2 separate regions of the Bombyx mori genome follow, and region 2 is linked to region 1. A link is a contact called in public Hi-C data. All regions are on one chromosome and are shown on one strand. Each heading gives the region's core, a stretch centred on a gene start, on an enhancer-like site or on the middle of the called end of the contact. The rest is flanking DNA. Distances are from core to core; before and after follow the strand shown. Region 1 holds the start of Psf (PTB-associated splicing factor). Region 2 holds the start of LOC101745565 (rRNA-processing protein FCF1 homolog).

What was found. Hi-C and Micro-C count contacts between places; a contact is called where the count stands out from the background.
Region 2: a Hi-C map of middle silk gland shows a contact between it and region 1, with 2.4 times the contacts expected there. The contact joins the promoter of LOC101745565 here to the promoter of Psf in region 1. A contact is called at or near these places in 2 of 7 Hi-C or Micro-C datasets (middle silk gland and posterior silk gland).

What each region holds. Positions count from the first base shown.
Region 1 is chr12:11,520,631-11,528,189 of ASM3026992v2, forward strand. Psf (PTB-associated splicing factor) reads right to left here and starts at 2,375. Exons shown (of 11, transcript NM_001043943.2): 1 at 2,279-2,375; 2 at 2,025-2,193; 3 at 1-90. The coding sequence starts at 2,192. LOC101742198 (DNA repair endonuclease XPF) reads left to right here and starts at 4,459. Exons shown (of 15, transcript XM_038014509.2): 1 at 4,459-4,699; 2 at 5,674-5,826. The coding sequence starts at 4,563.
Region 2 is chr12:12,458,660-12,465,857 of ASM3026992v2, forward strand. LOC101745565 (rRNA-processing protein FCF1 homolog) reads right to left here and starts at 3,196. Exons shown (of 2, transcript XM_062671568.1): 1 at 3,073-3,196; 2 at 1,130-1,781. The coding sequence starts at 1,733. The coding sequence ends at 1,167. LOC101745231 (DNA methyltransferase 1-associated protein 1) reads left to right here. Exons shown (of 8, transcript XM_004926497.5): 7 at 1-140; 8 at 267-571. The coding sequence ends at 380. It overlaps LOC101745713 (NADH dehydrogenase [ubiquinone] 1 subunit C2), which reads left to right and starts at 5,826. Exons shown (of 3, transcript XM_038014355.2): 1 at 5,826-6,155; 2 at 6,283-6,426. The coding sequence starts at 5,996.

The DNA of each region.
Region 1 (7,559 bases), core at 1,125-3,624:
TGGCCTAGACGATTGCTGTTTAGGTTGGTTTTGCTGCTGCTGCTGTTGATTAGATTTCTCAGCAGGCTGATTCGATTGTGATGTTGCCTTCTAAAAATAAAGATACAGGTTTTATCTGTTCTGTGACTGTGTCACTTAATCTAAATTTTAATAAAAATTTAACTTAAATAAAAAACATGGTTTGGTAAATTGATGTTTTGAACCGGATCAAATGAGATGCCAATAAAAATAAAGTTTTATAGGTATAACACATTTAGATACTCTATTTCATTCTATTATTATTTTTATTACTTTTTTATTTTAAATACCTACTAGTTTATTTTCAAATGTAAATGCAACATTTAATGACATACAAACCTACCTACCTACATAAGTCATACCAATACATAGGTCATAAGGTCAATACAATTTACAACTGCCTTTATACTAATGAAAGTGCATACAATTCTATCTGTAATGGTGGGTAATGTTTTATCTGTAATGGTGTCTATGACGCCTAGAATAGAAACACCAATCTCTTCCTGTATAGAAAAAGGCTCAGAAAATAATGAGAATGCCGGCATATGGTGATTGCTAATCTTCATTTAGGGGAGATAGGGCTAGGAAACTTTTCAGTATCTTTTGAAGGGCAGTACAACTGTTATACAATTTCAATTGTGACATTAACATTACAGTACATGTTGGGTGGTGCCATACTTTGATGACAAGGGTTCCAAAGAACATTTAACACTTAAAAATTATTATGTAACTGGGTTTTCAGTCATTTAGCTGTTACAATGTATTAAACTTTATTTTAAAAATGTGCAGAATTATACAGTGAAAGTTAGCATTAAAGATAACAAATGCAAACCCGATATTAAAAAAGTTCAAATAAACATCACTTTTCATTAAATAAACTTAACTCTCAGATCCCTAATTTATTCTATATGTTTTTATTATCATCATGCTTTTAGTATAATTTTTGTAATGTAACAACTTGGCGTCGCTCGGTGGAGCAAGAGTTAGGTGTCTTAGGCATGACGTGAGAGGAGCTAGAACAGACTGCCCAAGACCGATAAAAATGGACGGATTTGATTCGAGCCCTACACCCCAGCAGAGGGAAATAGAAAAGAATGATGATGATGATGTATTTGAAAATTCTAAGATAAGTTATTTTAATACCATAAACTAGTGTCCCCAGAATATTATTTCAAAGTGGACATGTGGTCAAATTAAGTTTGAAAGCCTGTTTATCATTTAAAAATATTTACTTACAAATCAGTAGCTAATGAATACTGAACAAGGAATAATCCAAATTGTAATCCTGAATTCTTCACTCATATTATACCTACTATACTTTGATAGTGTGGGATTAAAATTCAGACAGGCCAATGTTATTTTTTATTGTTTGTGCATAATGATATATAAAGCCAATGGTTTTAAAAAAAACAATTTTAAAATTTGAAGTATTTATAATTGTATTGAATATTTATTTAGGTACAGTCCTTTCGACTCATTAATGAAATTTAATTTCAATTTTTAGGATATCTTTTTTAGAATAGGTATTTATCTTTTTGTAGATACCATAAATTCGTACTTGTCAAATTCTTACTATATAATTATCAATTTGTAGAGTTTGATGATTCAGCGATGTTATTCATCAATAGTAGATACCTTCATAGTTACCTACTAGAAATACAATGATGACGTTCAAACTCACTACTATGTACTAATTGTGAAATTTAGTTTGATATAATTTGGTAATGGAGAACATCAGTAATGAAGAGTTTTTATCGAAAGCCACTTTCTATTAGAATTTTTATTTATTTATTAAAAATAGACAAACATTATTCTAAGCGAAGCCGAGTTCTTAGTAAGGCAACTACAAAATGGCGGGCATGAATTACTTTATAGAAATTTCAATCAACCACAAAACACTTGAAGCTTTTAAAGAATAGTCAAAAAACCAAACATATCATTATTAAATAGAAGACTATTCCTAATTATTGCGTTTATATAAAAATAACGGTACTTTTATTACTCACCTCATTACTAGGCCGTTGACCTCCTTGTCCCTGTTGAGGTCTATTATGCTCAAATCTCGAATTACGAAATCCTCTGTTATTACCACGACGACCTCCTTGCCGTTGAGGTTGCGGTGGTCCACCAAATCCTCTTTGATTGCCGAAGTTATTCATGGCTTGCATTTGCATTCTACAACATCGTAAAAGTTAGTTGTCCGCGTACATTTATTAGCAGCATAATTAATTTTAAAATACACTAACTTAAACAAACTTACCTACGCACAAGGACTTTCTTGTTTTGATATTGTTATTTTTACGTTAATATTTATTCACGTTCAACTAATCCACGCACGAGGAAAAGCTATGGCGTCGCTGGCGTTAGTTGTACGAAAGAGCGGACAACCGTGATATCTTAAAATGTCGGACCAAGTATGTATCTAAATCCGTATCCGGCTTAGGAATGTCAATCTCATATCGATTTATCAAAATCGATAAAAGCCATGGAATCGATATCAACTAGTCGATGATCAAACTTTCATCTTTACTGTTTCGGATGAAACGCAACCATAAAAATCAAACATAAAAATATAATTATTTTAGGTAATTTTTAATTAATTCCTCTTTTTAATTGTTTTTATTGGAGTTTGAATATGTAAGTAATGGTAGGCAACACTTGTCACATGTGAAGTAACAGTTTTCGAATATTGGATCGCTTAATTATATGTATAAAGCAGATGATTGTCTTCTCTTCAGTGAGGACAATGAGTTCTCATCTAGACACGGACAGTGCAACATCTTATGCCGGCCACTCACATGCGGGCAAATATTCGTACAATGTACGAATGTTTGCGCGCATGTCAAACATTCATTCGCAAACTTAGCAGCTGTGCAAATGGGTTCGCATACTCAATTTGCGAACCCGTTTGCGCTTCCTCCTACACTTGTTTACGAATGTCTCACGAATTTCTCCTCCTTTTTAATTCGTCAATAGAACATTGAAGAGAAAAAGAGTTTTGAATTCTTTCTCAGACATCATTAACAGCCATGCTGTTTTTATGGGATTTCTTTTGATGAAGATACGCTACACAGTAGACGTCACGATCTATGAAAATGGCGATACGTCCGTTACATTCGCAATCGTCGGCGCAACAGGGCAAACGAATGTGTGGGAGACTACGCGAAGGTTCGCGGTTCGCGCGCTTTGATGTCTGTTAAAAAACCGACACAGCTTGGAAAACCACGAATGTAGCGAAAACTTTGCATAATCATTTGCAAATGTCGTCCTACACTTGCGGGTTTGCGTATTCGTGCGCATGTTAGTGACCGGTGTTAGGGTTTTATAAAAATAAAATATTGTAGTGATGTAATAGTATACAAAGTATCAGCAATATAATTATATTAACCATGAAGCAGAGTGTTTTTTAACAGCCCCTCACCTCTAGAACTGTCCCCTCAACCGTCCAACAGTTTTGTTGTTGATGAGTGGTCATTGTGAAGTCTTTCTTGTTACACTCGTTTAAATTTAAGAATTTATTTTAAATTGAACGCACGTAGGCAATCTAATAATAACGTTTTTCACCTATTATTTACAAAGTCGATAGCTTCAGATTTCGGAATTTGAATAAAGAAAAATAAATCAAAAAAGTTTTCTTTGCAACTGAAAATGATCTGTAATTGATATTATATTAGTTTAGAGGCACACTAATAGGATAATCCTTGTGTAACGTGAATTACCGTCCCGTACGTATTTGTTTTCCACACACATAAAAGTTCAAATTTTTCAATAAAAATCGATCATTACTTAAAAATCGACTTTTTCGACTATAATGTAAATTGATCCTTTTCGGAAATATCCGCAATTTCAATGCGGCCTCATTAGTCAAAATTTAAAAAAAACTTACGAGCTCTGCCATAACTTCATTTTAGGTAAAACTAATTTTTATTGATAGGTGTTGCAAAGGACCTCAAGTATAATTTTTGAAGCTAATTTTTGCTAATTTTTTGAAGCTAATTTGAAGATAATTTTTTAATTATAAATAAATAAAAGACGAACAAACAGTTTTTACATTTGAACATTAACGAACAAACGACGAACAAATAATTAAAAATTTAAAAAATCCGAAAATAAATAAAGGTGGTCTGAGGTGATCGTTGGCTTATTAGATATAAAATAATTAATAATTGAGAATTTAATTGCTTTTATGATCGAACAATCACCAATAATTATCGAACAAACGATAATTGATCAAAATTAATTAATCTGAATGATAAAAATAAAGATATCTAGTAAAGGGGGCCAACTTGACGGTGATCATTTGTTTAATTAATTATAAATAAATAAAAGACGAACAAACATTTTTTACATTCGAGCATTAACGAACAAACGACGAAAACATAATAAAAAAAAAAAAAAAACCGAAAATAAAAAAAGGGAGGCTAAATTCACTGAGCCCATATACTTCACTGGTATATACCCGTACCATACCTATATTATGTATATATGTACTTATTACCTAAGTAAATATTATTCATTTGATTTGCCTACCTACTTTAACCAATATGAATGCAAAAATTCAGGAAGATGAAAATGTAGAAAACACTGTTTCGAATCTAAAGAATAAGTTTCCCATGTTGTCATTCGAAAAGCAAATCTTCATTGATGTGTTTGAAAAAGATGCTCTTGTAATAATGGCAAAGTAGGTGTTCTTATTTTTTGAATTTAATCTCCATTAAAATTCTCGAATGTACAAATATTATTATGTTTTTACTTAAACGTACTCGTGTTAACAATATTAATTTATGTAGGAATTGCAGGGTAAATACGAAGTGATTTTTAGTTGAGATGATTTTTAAAAATTAAAGTACTCAACTAATTATAACACATTTTAACCAAAACAATAGTACGAATTTAAATGTGTTAGTACACATTTACACCAAAAAGAATCTCTTATTGGTATTAACTAACATACTGTGTCTACTTTGTTTTTCAAAATTTAAACCATAAAAAAGTTTATTGGGGTTATAAGTTCAAATGGGATATTCTTCACTTTTGAAAGAAAATTATATGAAATTTGAATTATAAAGCTTCTTAAATAAAGTGAAGGTATAAATATAAATTGTACCCCATAGATATTATCTGTCTCAAAAAAGTCACGTAATAACTACTAGCTTCTATGATCTCGGTTCTATGATCATCAACTTTTAAATAGTGTTTTATTAAAATACAAGAAACAACTTTAATAATATTTTACTGCAAGGAGTGATGATTACACATTAACTTAGTGTTAAGCGGTTACCAGAAACGATAAACATGAAGACAGTAATACCACCACTCACCATGCATCATGATCTTGGGAGTACATTGTGAAAATAAATGATGGGATCATCACAAAGAGTTCTCAAGGTATTTTTCTTAGAACAAAAGAGCTCTTAGATCTAAAGTCTTCAGATGTTTGTGAGACCTATATTATCCAGCATTCTATCCACACTCAGCTTATAGGGTTAAATAGAGGTAGTTGATACATGACAGCCACAGCTGAAAGTTTAATACTAAAATATCCCCATCATACATCCAAAAGTAGTAGTATGCTCACCTTTGAATTACAGTTCGGCACTTTATAATCATTTTGATCCATCAATTCTATGATGAATATAATTGTAACTATTTCAGAGGCCATAATTACAACAACATTGTGGCTAATTTGTTGTGGGTGCACAAGGATCCTGGTAATCTAGTTTTAGTTATAAACAGTAATGATAATGAAGAAAAATATTTTACTGAAAAAAATCAATTGACACCAGTACCCACACTTGGCAATGAAAGGTTAGTTATAGTAATGACTATGCATTGCAATGCAAGTGAACAAATTAATTTCTCACTTTGTTATCAACGTAAGTAAGCTGCCAATAAAGAACACATGTATATCTACAGATTTTATACATAAAGAAAACTTGATTCAATGGCACTAACCCAATTTGAACATGAAACTCTTGACTTAAGACATGCATGACACTAGGCACTGGACATCATAAAAACTAGTTCCAAAATTATATATTAAATTAAGCTTCTGATAAATCAACAGCAGGTTGAATTCTGCAGTTGCAGCATTTGAAAACATACATTATAATCTTCCTCATACTGTTGTGTTGATGTCATGGCCTAAGGGATAAGACGTCCAGTGCATTTGTTTATAGCAGTGCATCGGTGGTCAAATCCCGCCAGTGGGTACCATTCTCCTATGAAATATGTACTTACTAAATGTTCACGATTGACTTCCACAGTGAAGTAATAACATGTACAATACATAATAACATACACAATGTATTAAAAATCAAACCCACAAAATTATAATTTGCGTAATTACTGATGGTAGGACGTCTTGTGAGTCCGCACGGGTAGGTATCACCACCCCGCCTATTTCTGCCGTGAAGCAGTAATACGTTTCGGTTTGAAGGACGGAGCAGCCATTGTATTGTTAAAAGTGAGACCTTACAACTCATGTCTTAAGATGGGTGGCGGCATTTACGTTCTAGATGTTTATGGGCTCCGAAAACCACTTAACATTAGGTGGGCTTTGAGCTCGTCCACACATCTAAGCAATAATATATATTTTTTTAAATACCGGACTAACATCTTTATACAAGAATATCTAATTATAAACCTGTAGTGTTACTGAAGTTTACAAACATCGTTGATTAAAGAGATAGTATGTAGGTTCGTTCAAATCCTGCAGGCTAATAGGAAGTGGTTGTACTGGTTATTGGTGGTAGGACCTCTTGTGAGTCCGCGCGGGTAGGCACCACCGCCTTGTCTATTTCTGCCGTGAAGCAGTAATGCGTTTCGGTTTGAAGGGTAGGGCAGCCGTTGTAACTATACTGAGATCTTAGAAGTTATATCTCAAGGTGGGTGGCGCATTTACGTTGTAAATGACTATGGGCTCCAGTAACCACTTAACACCAGGTGGGCTGTGAGCTCGTCCACCCATCTAAGTAATAAAAAAAGTTTTTTATACAGTACATGCATTTAAGACAACTTCCATGATGAAGGAATAATGTAGTAATACTATAATTAAAGTAAAATGGGCAAATATTCTAAATGTGTGTAATTACTGTCTTTGTATGGTCATATTGTGATCTTACCACTTTCTACTTAGTTTAAAGGGTAGGGCAGCCCTTAAACAATATAATTCAGACTTCGATCTCATGTTTCAGGGTATTTCACAGCATTCACCTTGAATAGCATACCCATGATAGTGCGACAAGCAAAACTCTAGAAAATTCTACGAAATGTCGAAATACTTACTGGCCGATTTGCACAGTGTTCTATACATTGAAAACGAACTCTATTGTACTCTGTATTCGAGGAAGGGAAGCTTAAGAATTGTGAATAATTCCTCAAACGCCTTCTGAAAAAATGACTTAATGAAACCGGGTAATGGGAAGGTCCGTCGGCGTGACGATCAGAAAATGCATAGCTTTTGTCAAGAGCAAAGTGTCCGATTTCGTGTGTCATAGACTTGTTGAAATTGAAAACGAACGTAATAGCATGTTGACGTG
Region 2 (7,198 bases), core at 1,946-4,445, 940 kb after region 1:
CAACTGAACCTATCTGCAAACATTTCAATGAGCTCCGCTCTGATCTGGCTTTGTCCATAGATCTGAAAAATGCTTTAGCATCCTGTGAGTTTGAATTGCAAGCTTTGCGCCACCAATATGAAGCTTTAAACCCGGGAAAGGTAAAAATGTGACTTCTATATGAAATTGATAGGCTTTTAACGTAATTGCCAAATTAGTGATTGTTTTTAACTTTTTTTTTGCTTAGAATGACTAAATGTTTAACAATCTTAACAACATGGTTTCAGACCCTTACGATTCCAGCATCAATATGCAACACAAGTGTGGACAGTGACTCGAAACCAGTTGGTGAAATAATTGATGTGGTTGGTTCTCCTGGTGCAATGAATACAACCATATAGTATTGTTATTGTTACAGAGAGTAAACAATGAACTGTTTTTTTTTATATATTTTCACAAAAACTTTAAATCAGAAAAGTAAAAGAAACAGATTGGTTGTATTCTAGATAAGGACATTTTCAATGTTAGATTTAAATGTATGTACACCACTGAAACTTACTTCAGAAAAATAAATTAACATGCAATAGACAAATTGAGCTTTTATCTGACCTAAACATTCTGTTTAAATATGTTAGGCCTGGCACATTATTGTAAAGGCAGTCCATATATCGTTTTTACGTTTTGTGGTAGGAGATACTAGATACTTGCAATCCATGATGATATGTAATTACCATAGCCAATAGACATGGGCAGTGCCTTGAAATAGCAGACAGTAATAGTTTGTTACAGGCTTTTTAAATCATTTTATTGCATTGATAAGTAACCTGGCTTATACACATCACAACATGAATGCTTAAGACACACAAAGTAGACGATTAAGTTGTATTGTATGTTGGTTGTTGTACCACTCAAAGCCAAACGCTGTAATGTTGATTAAAGTCTTCTAGATAGGTAAAGTTAGAAAAAATCTCACTAGAGAACACTAACAAAGCACTGCATGTTTAATATAGATATAGGCTTAAAAATAACAATTTGAACCATTATTGAACTTACATTTAAATGCATTTGAGTTTGTGAATATGTGGCTGCTTTGCAGTAGCAGTGGACTAATATTTTAAAAATTCTATTACCATTAGAATCAATACAAAAATTTATAATATAATATTTATTAAATTAAATATCTAATGTTAAATTGCTCCTTTTGGAGCACCATATGCATCCGGCATTCGTTCTATTGTATACTTGTGTTCCGCAACATACATTATAGGCACACCTGGTATTTTTCTAATTCTTCGTTTCAAATCTTTGTCATTTGTAGCTACAATATAACATTTATGTTGTGTAACTCTTTGTACTAAACAATCATCAGCATATGTACCTTTGTGAAGACATGCTATCCTCTCAAATCGTGGGTCCTTGATAATCCTTAAAGCTACTCTATACTTTCTTCCAAGTTTTTCCAATTCTCCAAGGACACAATCAGTAATATATGGTATGCATTTAGCATAAAGACAATCCATCATATTTTGTATGATATCAAGTTTGTTCTTTATTGAGAAGTTGATGAAGTTTGTGTCAATTAGTACATGATATGGCGGTCCTAGCTGCATGTTGTATTGGAAGAATAGTGCGGAACTTGTTTGTGGGACTTCACGTATTTTAATTACATGAGGATCTACAGGTTTCTTCTTCTTTGGTTCACTCCTTTCGCTATTTTTTATCCGAGAGTCGCTGGGGTTGATCATTTTTTTCATTTTTGCAAATCTTTTCTCTACTATTTTCCTCGTTTTTCGTTGTTTGCCCTAAAATAAATCAATAATAAGGTTATGATTCTATGTGTTTGCAAATTTATGTAATAGCATTATTTTTTACTGAAAACGTCTTGGGTTCTTACCATTATAATGATTTATAAATATTTGTATTCCAAAAACCTTAACTTCTATTTTAATTGACACAAACCGATACAGTAACGATAAACCCTACGAACAGTACGATGTGCACCCAATTCTTATAAATTTTATTTGTTATTTCAAAATGCATCAATACTAAGGATTTCCGATTTTAGTATTATTATTACAATCTGCGCACATTGCAATTTACACTCTTATATCCATATTTAATACACAAATAAACCAAAAATATATCAAGATTTATGAATAACACCACGTTTTTTTGACAGTACGACATATAAAGTTTTTTTTTTTTTTTCTTCAATATGGCGATCAAACTTCATTCGGAAGCTTATTTTAGCCAGAGTCGAGTCAGCCAAAGGCGACATAGTAACTTCATCTTGAAATGTCAAGTTGCCATGATATTCCAGTGTAGAGGGATAGGAGCAGGGACTTTAGAAATAGGCGGTATAGGAGGAACTAGGGCAATATATACATATAGTAAAATATAGTAATGTAAAGAAGAAAAGATATTATAATAAAATATTATGGAAGGTTAGAAAAGAAATAAGAGCTTTAGTATATTTGAAATCAACAAAGGAAAGTATAGTGTAGGAGTCACAAGGGAGAGGAGCACGAAATTTTATAAGGAATTCATAAAGTGGTTTGGATTTGTATTTGACACATTCAAATAATGTATGTTCGATGTTTCCATTGGTATTGCAATGTTCACAAGCATCTGAGTCAACGACACCAATTCTCGATAAATGACTGGGTAAACTACAATGGCCAAATCTTAATCTCGATATGGTAGATGTTACTTTTTTTGGGAAATTAAACTTAGAAAACCAAGGTTTTAAATTAATTTCGATATGAAGACGACGATATCGTCCACCTTTTGATAAACAAGACTTTTCCCACTCGGAGTTCCAATCTACATATAAAGTTTAGGTTTAAAAAGTAATATTATTTTTATTTTTCAAACTGGAAAGGCAAATATATCATACCATACAGCCTAATCTATACTTCTATACTAATTTAATTTAATAATATTATAAAGAGGAAAGATTTGTTTGTTTGTTTGTATTGAATAGGCTCCGAAACTACTGAACCGATTAGAAAAATTATTTTACTGTGTGGAAGTTACACTATTCCCGAGTGACATAGGCTATAATCTTCTTTAAAAAAAATTAGGGATCCTTACTAAAACTCCAATAATGTAACCCAAGGTGTAAAAAAAATACTTAAAATATTCTTTACATCGCGTGCCCTGCGAAAACTATTGACGATAGAATAAAATAATGTACTACGACTTTGTAGAACACATTATTATTTACAAAAAGTGTCGCGACAGTATATTATTATGTCTAACCATTACAGTTATGTTCTTTTATTTAAAAAATAAAACAACGTCAAGTATCATTGAAATTTTTGTTGACCGGAGCGGGCCGCTAGTCTTTTAAATACTTTTTATAAGAAAAATGAAATAAAGTTGATTATTATGAAACATGGAATGAAATGAAATGAGATGAGACGTTATGAGATGAAATATTATCTCAGTAAAATGGTGGTCTTACTAAGACTTTTTCAGTGGACTTTTTGGAGGATCCCGAGAATTACGTTTAGCAGCTTTGCTACATTTTCCCACATTTGTGCACTTTCTACGTCCAGCGAATCTTTAAATTTTCCACATTAATGCACTTTCACAGATACTAATCAGTTAATAAACCCCCGTTATTACGCGCTGAAGGCTGAAGAAACACTCAATTAACAAAAGAAAATCCATTCGCAGAAATTCGCACCTAGCGTTTGTGTCAAAAAGCCCTAGAAAAATTGATACTAGTACTCTGTATGAGGGCTAGTTTTTATTTATTTATGACACTGAAGCTTTGTTCCCAAAAATTTTTTTATTAATTGCCATCGTTTTGCCATCAGTACATCGGTAGTGCAATTAGTTTTACAATAAACTGTACATCTATAACATATCTATACGTAAACTTGTTTGCCAGACTGAAACTGACCGAACCGAAACCAGAACTTTCTTTACTTTAATGTATTCTCTTACCCCCACATATCTCAAAGAACATTTCGTGTTCCTAGGTGATACGCATAATTTTTGAGATCATCGGATAGCCTGAGACTGAAAATGCCCGCGCATTCTTCATCATTCTTTAATAATTCATTCACCATCTAGGCGGTTCGATTGTGGAATGCTCTGCCGGATCAGTGAGAAGAGCTCCAACTTTACTGCTTTAAAAGAATGGTGAAGGAATATACCTGCTATATCTTTATCTTTTCCAAAATTTCTGTAAATTAAATGGTTGTCTGGAAGAGGTCGCTTTTAGCGATAAGGCCGCCTATTGTACAAATGTGTCTGCTCGTTGACAGTTTTTTTAATGTTAATTGTGTTTTGGTGTGCAATAAAGTGTATTCTTTTTCTCTCTCTCTCTCTGTAATAACTATAAGGACAATAAAAATGGGAGATTAACGTAAAAGTAGTTTTAATTATATCTACGACTCTTGAATATCGAAGAAATTTAATATTTTATAGCTTACGACTTAGCTTATCTGAATACAACAAATAATAAAAGTTAAATTAAAAGAAAGATATTAATCTAAATTGCAACATTTAATTCAAGAGAAAATCTGTGTTAATGAATAGACTATAAACTATTCTATTAGAGAACTAAGCCAACACATGATGAAGAATAATCATGAAACAAGGCTTAAAAAAGGTGCTTATTACTATAAAATTGTGAAAACGTAGAATGAGATGAAATTGAATTTTGTCTCTGTTTATTAATGGAAATTTAATGATATTTCAATGGATTTTTTAGTTTTTATTTCTGCGAATTTCTTAGCAAAAAATTCCACCAAATTCAGAATAAAGTTTTCAAGAAGTCGTTGTTCAAACAAGTTGCTTTTCTCTTTGTTACACTTTTACTGGGAGTGACGTGTTTAATTTATACTGACTAATATATAATTTGCTAACTATTATATTAATGACTAGCGGCCCGCCCTCGCTTTGCTTCGGAAACTGTAATTTATTATTGATTTGTCCACTATTTAATGGATGTTATTATACACATAAACCTTCCTCTTCAATCACTCTATCTATCATCAAAATCCGTTGCGTAGTTTTAAAGATTTAAGCATAAATAGGGACAGACAGATATAGGGGCAGAGAAAGCGACTTTGTTGTACACTATGTAGTGATTACGACTTGTCTTGTAGTAGTTGAGATCCAGAGACGGCTCACTGAATTTGACCCCATTTTGATTTTCGAATATTTTTTACCGACAAATCCGGTGCATGCGCAGTGTACTTAGGCGTGAGATGAAGGTTTGCATATTAGATATAAAATAATTAATAATTAGGAATTTAATTGTTTTTATGATCGAACAATCACCAATATTCGTCGAGCAAACGATAATTGATCAAAATTAATTAATCTGAGTGATAAAAATAAAGATATCTAGTAAAGGGGGCCAACATAGCGGTGATCATTTGTTTAATTAATTATAAATAAATAAAAGACGAACAAACAATGTTTACATTCGAACATTAACGAACAAACGACGAACAAATAAATAAATAAAATCCGAATATCAAAAAAAGAGGGGCTAAATTCACTGAGCCGTAAATGACCACCATTTTACTGAGATTATATTTCATCCCATATAATCTCATCTCATTTTATTTCATCCCAGTTGATTAATGTCCCAAATTAATTATTTTCATTTCATTTCACTCCATGTTATCATTTTTCATAAAATTAAGAAATATATTAATATGGTTATATATATAAAATATATTAATATAATAATATGGCTCTAATAAAGAAATAAAAAAAATAAAAAAAAAAAAAAAAAAGAAATATATTTAAAATAAGACATGACTTAAAGGTCTTAGTTACCAGGTCATAAATTTCCTTAAAAAAAAAACATTATTACCCTCCATTTCATAGAATATATAGAGCAGACAAGGCTGCATGGGCTTAGATCCCCTTGCCTTTCCTAACAAGGAAAAATTGTACCAAAAAAAAAACATTAATACCTACCTACATTGAAAATTCTGAAATTCGAATCTGATTCTGAAGAAACCAGAGTAGATTGCCAATTTCGAAAATGTCGCTGCATATGTCTGCCCAAGAACTCCTAAAATTAGGAGATGAAGGACGACAAAAACCTTTTCTGAACAAATATTGGCCTGAAATAATAGGAGTTACGTTCGGTATTGGCACAGGAATGTTTCTAAACTTCCAGACTAAACGGCCAGTGTTCAGCGGTTAGTAATTACATAACAATAACAAATGTGTTTTTAAATATGAATGAGGAAATAGTCAAGAAATAATCTTAAAAATTAGGCAACATTCCACTTGAATATTAATGTTCTTGCTTTTTTATTTTAAAAGGTATCCAAAAACATATAATTGCAACTGGAGGTTGGGTCAGCATTTTAAGTTATGTACAGCATAAACGGAATGAATATTTAGCAGAAAAGGATGCAGTATACAGGCATTATATAGAATTACACCCAGATGATTTCCCTGTTCCCGGTATGTATGATATTTAAAAAGATTATAATATCAGTTGTATAGTGTGCTTAAATGTTTTTGTCTTGTACTCTCATTCAAACTACTTCTGTTTTTTTACAATGTCATCGAAGTTAAAATGTCTTTTGGTAAAGCGAAATTCTCTCTGTTATGAATATCCAGTATTCCAATTGTACACAATACCATATATTTTGATAAACTAGATTTTTTTGTTTGTTTTGGATATCTCTGCAGATACAATTGAGTGAGCTATCACAAAAATGATTAGACATTGACTATAAATAAAATGTATGTTAGCATTATCATGAGGTGTATTTTGACTGTTTAAAAAGTATTTCTTGTTAACTTTTGGAGGATAGCCATAAAAGCAGCTATTCTTTAACACTCAATAAACCCTTTGACCATGATAGGTTTTATGAGCCCATAACCAATTTCTAGGTTTGCAATGTTTTATGTAACAGATACAATTTTTCCCTTCCCCATTTCATTAAAGTCAAAAATTTTGTTTTTAATTGGCATTAAATATGATTGCAATACCAATAACTAATCTTATTATTACGACAATTAAAATTACTTTTGAGATTCTCGAACTAATTCATATATTTCAAATGCTCTACATGTTTACTGGTCAAGCACAACTCTAGTGTTTTCTGTTGACATTGAATATTATGCTACTGTCTGATTTTTTATAATTGACACAATATTACAAATAGGTACAATAATTGTGTGATTAAACTATTAAAGTACTTTTCTAAAGACATCTATGGATCATGTA